2 separate regions of the Mus musculus genome follow, and region 2 is linked to region 1. The links are chromatin contacts, called in public HiChIP or PLAC-seq maps. All regions are on one chromosome and are shown on one strand. Each heading gives the region's core, a stretch centred on a gene start, on an enhancer-like site or on the middle of the called end of the contact. The rest is flanking DNA. Distances are from core to core; before and after follow the strand shown. Region 1 overlaps Syn3 (synapsin III). Region 2 overlaps Syn3 (synapsin III).

Region 1 (3,370 bases), core at 422-2,921:
CTCTAATTCTGGGAGTTAAAGGAAGACACTGACATACTGGGGAGTGAAGAATAACTAACAAAGGAATGTGCTATCTAGTCCTGGAGGACCAGAGATGCTGTAAGCAGCATTTTCAAAACATGAAGCATGAATAAGGAAGCTTAGACCTGTGGTTTCTACATTCATCTGGTGAGCAAGGCAGGAGAAAAAGTCAGGGTCAGGCTTGTTGAAGGAGCAACTTTGTAGCAATAAGAACACTAGAGACTGTCCAACTTCTCAAGTGGGGTGTTCTTACCATTATACAGGCAGTGTCTTAGCAGATGTCCAAGCCCCTAAAATTCAGACAAATATGTAGGTGCAAAGAGTTTGCTATTTCTCACAGGTAACTTCACACAAAGGCCTCATAGTTCCAAATATGAGGGCTCCAACCTGTAATCCCCATACCAGGGATGTTAAGGCAGAACGATTGCTATAAGTTAGAGACTAAGCTGAGCTGCATAGTTTAGCCTACTACATACCTAGTTGGGCTATGTAGTGGGACATTTTCTCAAAACGAACAGAAAATGGCACCTCTGGTAGATCCCTGTATTACTCTTCATTGATGAGTTTCTATAGCTTGAATTAATTGAAAGGAATAGTGTAATATATCTCCATTTGAAGGAATTTAGAATCACCATGGAAAATCCAGGTCTGGATGTATCTATGAGGGTGGTTTCCAGAAAAGTTAACCCCAAGAGAAGAGACTCCCCCTGAATGTGAGCAGCACCGTGCCTTAGGCTGGGGTTTCAGACTAGATAAACAGGAGGAAGCAAACTGAGCACTAGAACCCATCTCTCTCTGCTTCCTAACTGTGGATGCACCATAACCAGCTGTGTCAAGCTCCCCCCACCATGACCTCCCATGCTGTGAATCAAAATAAGCCCTTCGGTGCTGACACAGATTATGTCAGTCATTTTTGCCACAGCAATGAAAAAAGCTATTACACCATCGCAGCATTAAAGGTCAAGTTCAAGGCATCTCCTGGGGAGGCTGAGGCAGAGGGATGCCCTGAGACCCCAGGAATTAGAGGCTAGCCTAGAGAATATAGCGCGACCTACTTTCAAACAAGAAACAATGGAAGAGTCAAGTCTACGTCCCAGGTGCAATGTGGGGAAAGCATGTAGAATATTTCACCAGGTCTCTGACATGAGTCTGCACTCCCCATACACTGGTTATATGCACTTAAATCTCTACATCTCTAACACAGAAGTAATAAAGTCCCACCTGGGGTTATAGTGACACCACAATCAATACATCAGTCCTGCTTAGGAAGGTGACAGTTAACGCTGGTATATGATTACTGTAAGAGAGCTTCAAAGTCCATCTGCAAATATAAACCATTATTTTGATTAACCGCTTACTGAGTTAAAATAAGCAGGAGAACCCGAAGTCCTAACTCTTCCTGCTGCATAGCTACATAAAGGGTGTTGTCCCTCTAAAAGAAGTATCAGGCAGTGAATGGCAGAGCTGAAGCACTCTAGAGAGAGTCTGTCTGTTCCAGAGGACCAGGTGTCGGCCCCAGGTGCAGCGCCTCCAGCAGCCCCAGCATCTCACGTACTCCAACTTGTCCTCGTTCACTGCTGTCATCAGTTCCAAGCAACCCGGAACCCAGATCCCTTCCCTTAGGCTGACTCATGTAGCCAGCTTTCCCAGCTGTCTGCTCTTCAAGTGGGCGGCGGCGGCGGTGGCCCTAGACCTCCCTGCTGGAGAAGGAGAAGGAGATAAGTGAGTGGAGGAATAGGACCCAAGGGAACAGTTAAGAAATCATAAGATTCTCCTGACACTGGGAGTCTGCCAGAAAGGAGAATCATCTGTGCCTTGTGGTCAGCGGAAGCCTGTAGGGTGTGAGTGACGTGGCTTGCAGGACCAAGGCCTGGCTTCTATGAATAAGGGTAATCCATTGTATATTTCTGTCCATATGTATTTCACACTTGAACGCACATACAACTTATAGGCTCCTGCCTTTGGATTTTAAAACATGACCCTTCTGAATGCTCAGTGCTGGAGGGAACAGGCATTCTATGGCTCTGTTAACTTGTTCTGTATCATATGAAAGACAGAGTCCTCCAGACTGAGAGCTCACTAGCAAGGATTTAAGGCTACAATCTTCCCTTGCATTGGGTTATCTTCCACTGGCACATCCTTGGTTCACTGGAAAGAGCCTTGTCCTAGGTTCAAACCTTGTCCTTAGCTTGTCCTGGCAGCCTCTCCATCCCTGGAGTCTGCACTGCTCCTGTGGACCTGTCATTTAAACATAAATGTGGCATCCCTATACATGCATAGGCCTTGGTTTTACTTATCCATCACTTGAGGACCAGTAAGGCCAAGAACATCAAAGTGGCATGTGGCTATGGAGTGGGGAAGAAAGCTGTGGAGAGACATGATTTCCAGCTCCAGTATCTCTTACTTGTGAGCCCATTGCCTCTGCCATTTGCCATCACTGGAAACTTGAGAAAAATGTCTAAACTTCCCAGGACTTCAATCTCACTGAGATGGCCCAGAGCAGATTTTGGTAGTGAGCTAAGGAGGAGAGAGAACACATTAACAATTTCTACATATGTGGCATCTATGTCCCAAAATGCATCATCTGAACCCCCCAAGTCTCCCTGGGCATTAGATCTAAGCCCTGATTCTCACAGGTCCCTCAGGGACATCCTACCAAGGTCACAGATTAGCAGATCAGAGGCAGGGCACTGGAGAGATTGCATGATGGGCAAAGTGCTTTCTGGGTAAGCATGAAGACCTGAGTTCAGATTCCCCAGCATCCATGTAAAAGCTAGGTGTGGTGGCTCCTGTCTGTAACTGTGATGTACTGGGAACAGAGACAAATGGATCCCAGGGGCTCTCCGGCCAGACTGGTCTAGCCAAAACAGTGAGCTCCAGATTCAGTGAGAAACCCTGTCCGGAAAATAAGGAAAAGGGTGGTAGAGGGAGACATTTGACCTTGGTATCTAACTTCCACTCATGCACGCACACACACACACACACACACACACACCAGGGTCAGAATCAAGGTCATCAGGTCTTACAGTTTCCTCTTCTTGCTGCCTGGTAAGGAGGTATCACTGCCCCTGGTGTTTCACAGAGCCCACTCAGGACTTGGTGGGTACAGTCACTGACCCATGCTCAAGCTCATGTCCCTCACTGGTACACCTACAGATCAGTGCCTATTCTGCACTGGGGTGAGAGAATCAATACAACCTAATCCCTGCCCTCAAAAAATTATAGAGAGACCATCTCCAGTGTAAGTAAGGGTAAAGCCTGGGTGATGGCACTGTAATCCCAGTATACAGGAGGCTAAGGTAGTAGGGTCATGAGTTCAAGGCTAGCCTGAGCTTTTCAATGAGACAGT
Region 2 (3,370 bases), core at 574-3,073, 320 kb before region 1:
AGGGTATGTCCTTCTCTTCCTTCTCTATCTTCTCTTGCTTTCTTCTTTTTTTTCTTTCCCTTTTACCTTCTCTGTCCTCCTTTTTCCTGCTTTCTCTCACCCTGTCCCTCCTTCCCCTACTGATTCTTATGCTGATAATGGTTGAGATGGCCATTATCTCTCCTTTCCCCCCTCACCTCTTCTATCCCCCTCCTACTCCATTCCACCACCACCCTTCCTCCTCCACCTCTTCTTCTTCTTACCATTCTTCAGTGAATAAGAATAAAATCATTTGGAAGAAACAGCATTTGTAATGCAAGAACAGGAATGGCCTATCTCCCCAACCCCACCCCTTGCTCTTTGTGGTTTTTTGATCTCTGTGAGTCAGAGGAAGGGAGAAAACTTCTAAGCATCAAATTGATGGAGTTGGCTTCATATTAAAACACCTACAGTTCAAACTTCAGTATGATTTGGTGGCTTTTAAGTCAATCCAATGTCTACTAATTTTCCTTCCATGGCAAAAAAAAAAGCAGGCTATTTTTGTTCATTTTACAAATATTTGCCAGTGTCTACTGTGCTGGATTGCTCATGTGGGGAAGGATAAGGAAGCAGTGGCCCCATCCATAAACAGAAATGGCTTTGAGGGAGGAGTGCTTTTTGAATTGGATTGAAGAGTAGATGGGCTCTCAACATGTGGAGCTGGTGGCATGGACATCATGTGGAGTTGTGGCCCAAGGGCAGAGCAAGTTGGTCAGTACAGGGTTATACACAGTCTCGTTGTTTGACTCCAATATAGAACTTACTTTCTTCCCTTGCTCATCTCTCAGTGGAGAGTGCCACCTAGACCTTTCACCATGGTTGCAAATCTGTACAGTCTCCCTCTGCTCCCACACCTACCCTCTGCCATGTCCTCTTGACCCCATATCTTATGATTCCCTAGTCTTTCCACTGCTGTCCCCAAATTGTCAAGGATCTACCTTGGTTGAGCTCATCCAAACGTTCAGCCAATAGTCTTATATCTCTATTTGTTTACTAATCTCCACTTTACTCTTCTTGCCAAAACCAGAGTGATCTGTCTTTGTGTGTGTGTGTGTGTGTGTGTGTGTGTGTGTGTGTGTGTGTGTACACCACTTCTGGGATCCTCTTCTCCCTTGCGTGAGAAAGGAGCCCTGATTTTGCTGCTGTGTGTGCGAAGAGCTGTCTTGGGGGCCGCAGGGGCTCCCTGAGTCTGTCTCTCATCTCCCCTGACAGCACTGAGAAGCAGATGCTTAGAGTGGTTTTTACGAAACTATGCTTAATGTGGGTTTTACAAATCCATACTCAGGACCTTATTCTTGCACAGCAACCCCTTTACCCACTGAACCGTCTTGCTAGCCCCTAGAGGGATATTTCAAAAAGAGTGAATTGGGACCTTTAATGACTTAGCTTCCTCAGAGACTCCCTCCTTGAGTCCTGTCTGAATCTGGAAACTTGGTGGTACTACTCTCAAAGCACCTCACTGCATCAGAGTACTTTAGCTATACATTTAGGGATGGATTATTTGCCTGGGGATAGGGGCCATGCCTGTTTGGATTTCATTCTGTTAAGTAGCATGGGTCCCAGCCCAAACTAGAACTGAAGGAAATATTTGCAGAATGAATAACTGACAGATTCCACACATTCTGGCTGCATGTCACTTTCCAAGAGTGATAAATCACTGCTTCTTATTCTTTCTTCAAAAATCTTGGTTTTCTGTAAACCATCTGGCAAATGTTTAGTTGCCAACCAAGCTGGACCTACCTCATCTCCTTTGTGGTAACTTCAAGGCATGCTTTCACATCCCCTTTGTATCTTAACACTGCCTTTGGCCCAAGTGGGAGGTACCAAAACTGTGTGCAGGAATGGGCACCCGATGGAGCTACTATAACCACCCAGGGATACTGGGAACACTTCAGGAGTCTGTGAGGGCTAGAATCATGATGGAAAATGTTGGCTGACTCGGACATTCTTACTTCTAGTCATGTAGAGCCAGAAAGTAAATTAGTCAGGAAACCAATTAGGATGTCATTTAGCCATTTGTCTCTGGAAGACATCCTTTCTCAAACTCTTTGAATGGCTTGTGTTTGGCCCATCTGGATCAATGGGTGGGTCTCATAAGCAACCCCAACCCCTTGGAAATTCACACTCATCCTCTAGCACTGTAAAGAGAAGTATTAGGATAAAAGCCACTGTTTAGTCTAAGCTGGCCTCTCAACGAAGGGCCAGATTAGCCAGATAATTGTGCTGTCTGGGCTTTGTTGGACAGAGTCAAAGAGTTAGTTGTGGTTGGCCTAGAGGAAGCCTCCACCCCATCTCTCCACCCTCTTCCTCACAATTCCAAAACCACTTGCCTGGCTGTATCAGAGCCAGGAATCCGAATGCCCAGGGAGGCAAGTAGAGAGTTGCTTCACTTTGCATCTGATTACCCAGCCGCCTCTCCAGGGTCAGACTGTGGCATCCTGGTGGGATTAGAGAGTATTTGGCCAGTATTTGGTTTGGTCTGCCAAGCTCTCCTGTTTGTATTTGAAGCCAGATAACTTTTCCACAGACACAAGTCACTCCTCTATGAGATCAAGAGGTAGGGTCTGTGGATGAATACATTAATGTTAAGTAGACCCACAGACTGAGAACGTTTTCTACTAGGACTGAGTAGCAGGGAACCCTGGGCCTGGTCAAACTGGAAATGAAAAGAAGGGAGGAAAGGATAAGGGGAGCAAGAGAGAGAAAGAGAGAAAGAGAGTGGCCATATTCAGTCTTTTCTCAGTATTAATGGAGATATCAAGGCAGACAGAACCTACTCCAGCAATCTTAGAGAGTCTTACATCTGAGCACAGGAGACTCCCTTTGCAGTCTCTGTTCTTGAATGATTGAAAGGGAAATAGGTCGAAGTGTTTGGACCAACAGAGCCTGTACAGATTGAGGATCTTCTGGACCAGAAGTGTCTCAGATTTATTTATTTTCCCACATACATGATGACATATTATAGGAGGGAAGCTGAATCTAAATACAAAGTTAATTTCTGTTTGCCATGTGACATGTACACTGAATAGAGATTCTACATAATATTGTTAGTGCACCTATATCTTGATTATGACCTGTTGCTTGAGGCCAGGGCTGACATGGTAACCTTCAGACTTTTAGACAGGGAACATTTTGAAATTTAGATCTCTGGTTTAGGGGTGAGCTCAACATGTATGCTATATGAATGTGTATGCACATGTATGAGCACCTTCACTAGCATGTATATGTGTGTATGCTGGAGGTCAACAGACTGTATCTGCCTCTATCCATTTCTACCTTGTTTTGTTGTTTTGTGTTGTTGTTGAGGTATTTTGGTTGTTCTATTTGGTTTGGGTTCTGGTTTAGGTTTTGG

The links. HiChIP or PLAC-seq counts read pairs in DNA pulled down with a chosen protein or histone mark.
Region 2: a CTCF HiChIP or PLAC-seq map of the NIH/3T3 cell line shows a contact between it and region 1, with 6 read pairs. The contact joins two enhancer-like sites. A contact is called at or near these places in 1 of 15 datasets of contacts at CTCF or cohesin (the NIH/3T3 cell line), 1 of 484 Hi-C or Micro-C datasets (nephron progenitors), 2 of 115 datasets of contacts at active chromatin or transcription factors (cardiomyocytes and embryonic stem cells) and 1 of 9 other capture datasets (embryonic stem cells).

What each region holds. Positions count from the first base shown.
Region 1 is chr10:86,124,997-86,128,366 of GRCm38.p6, reverse strand. The region is part of intron 7 of Syn3 (synapsin III); the gene reads left to right. Among named protein-coding and RNA genes, the nearest start is that of 4930486F22Rik, 31 kb to the right of the region's middle. Within about 2 kb of position 1,671, at least 20 of the 459 cell types and tissues checked have an H3K27ac peak or open chromatin away from gene starts, as enhancers often do. A contact at or near this core is called in the NIH/3T3 cell line, where this site is marked.
Region 2 is chr10:86,443,829-86,447,198 of GRCm38.p6, reverse strand. The region is part of intron 3 of Syn3 (synapsin III); the gene reads left to right. Among named protein-coding and RNA genes, the nearest start is that of Syn3, 53 kb to the left of the region's middle. Within about 2 kb of position 1,823, at least 17 of the 459 cell types and tissues checked have an H3K27ac peak or open chromatin away from gene starts, as enhancers often do. A contact at or near this core is called in the NIH/3T3 cell line, where this site is marked.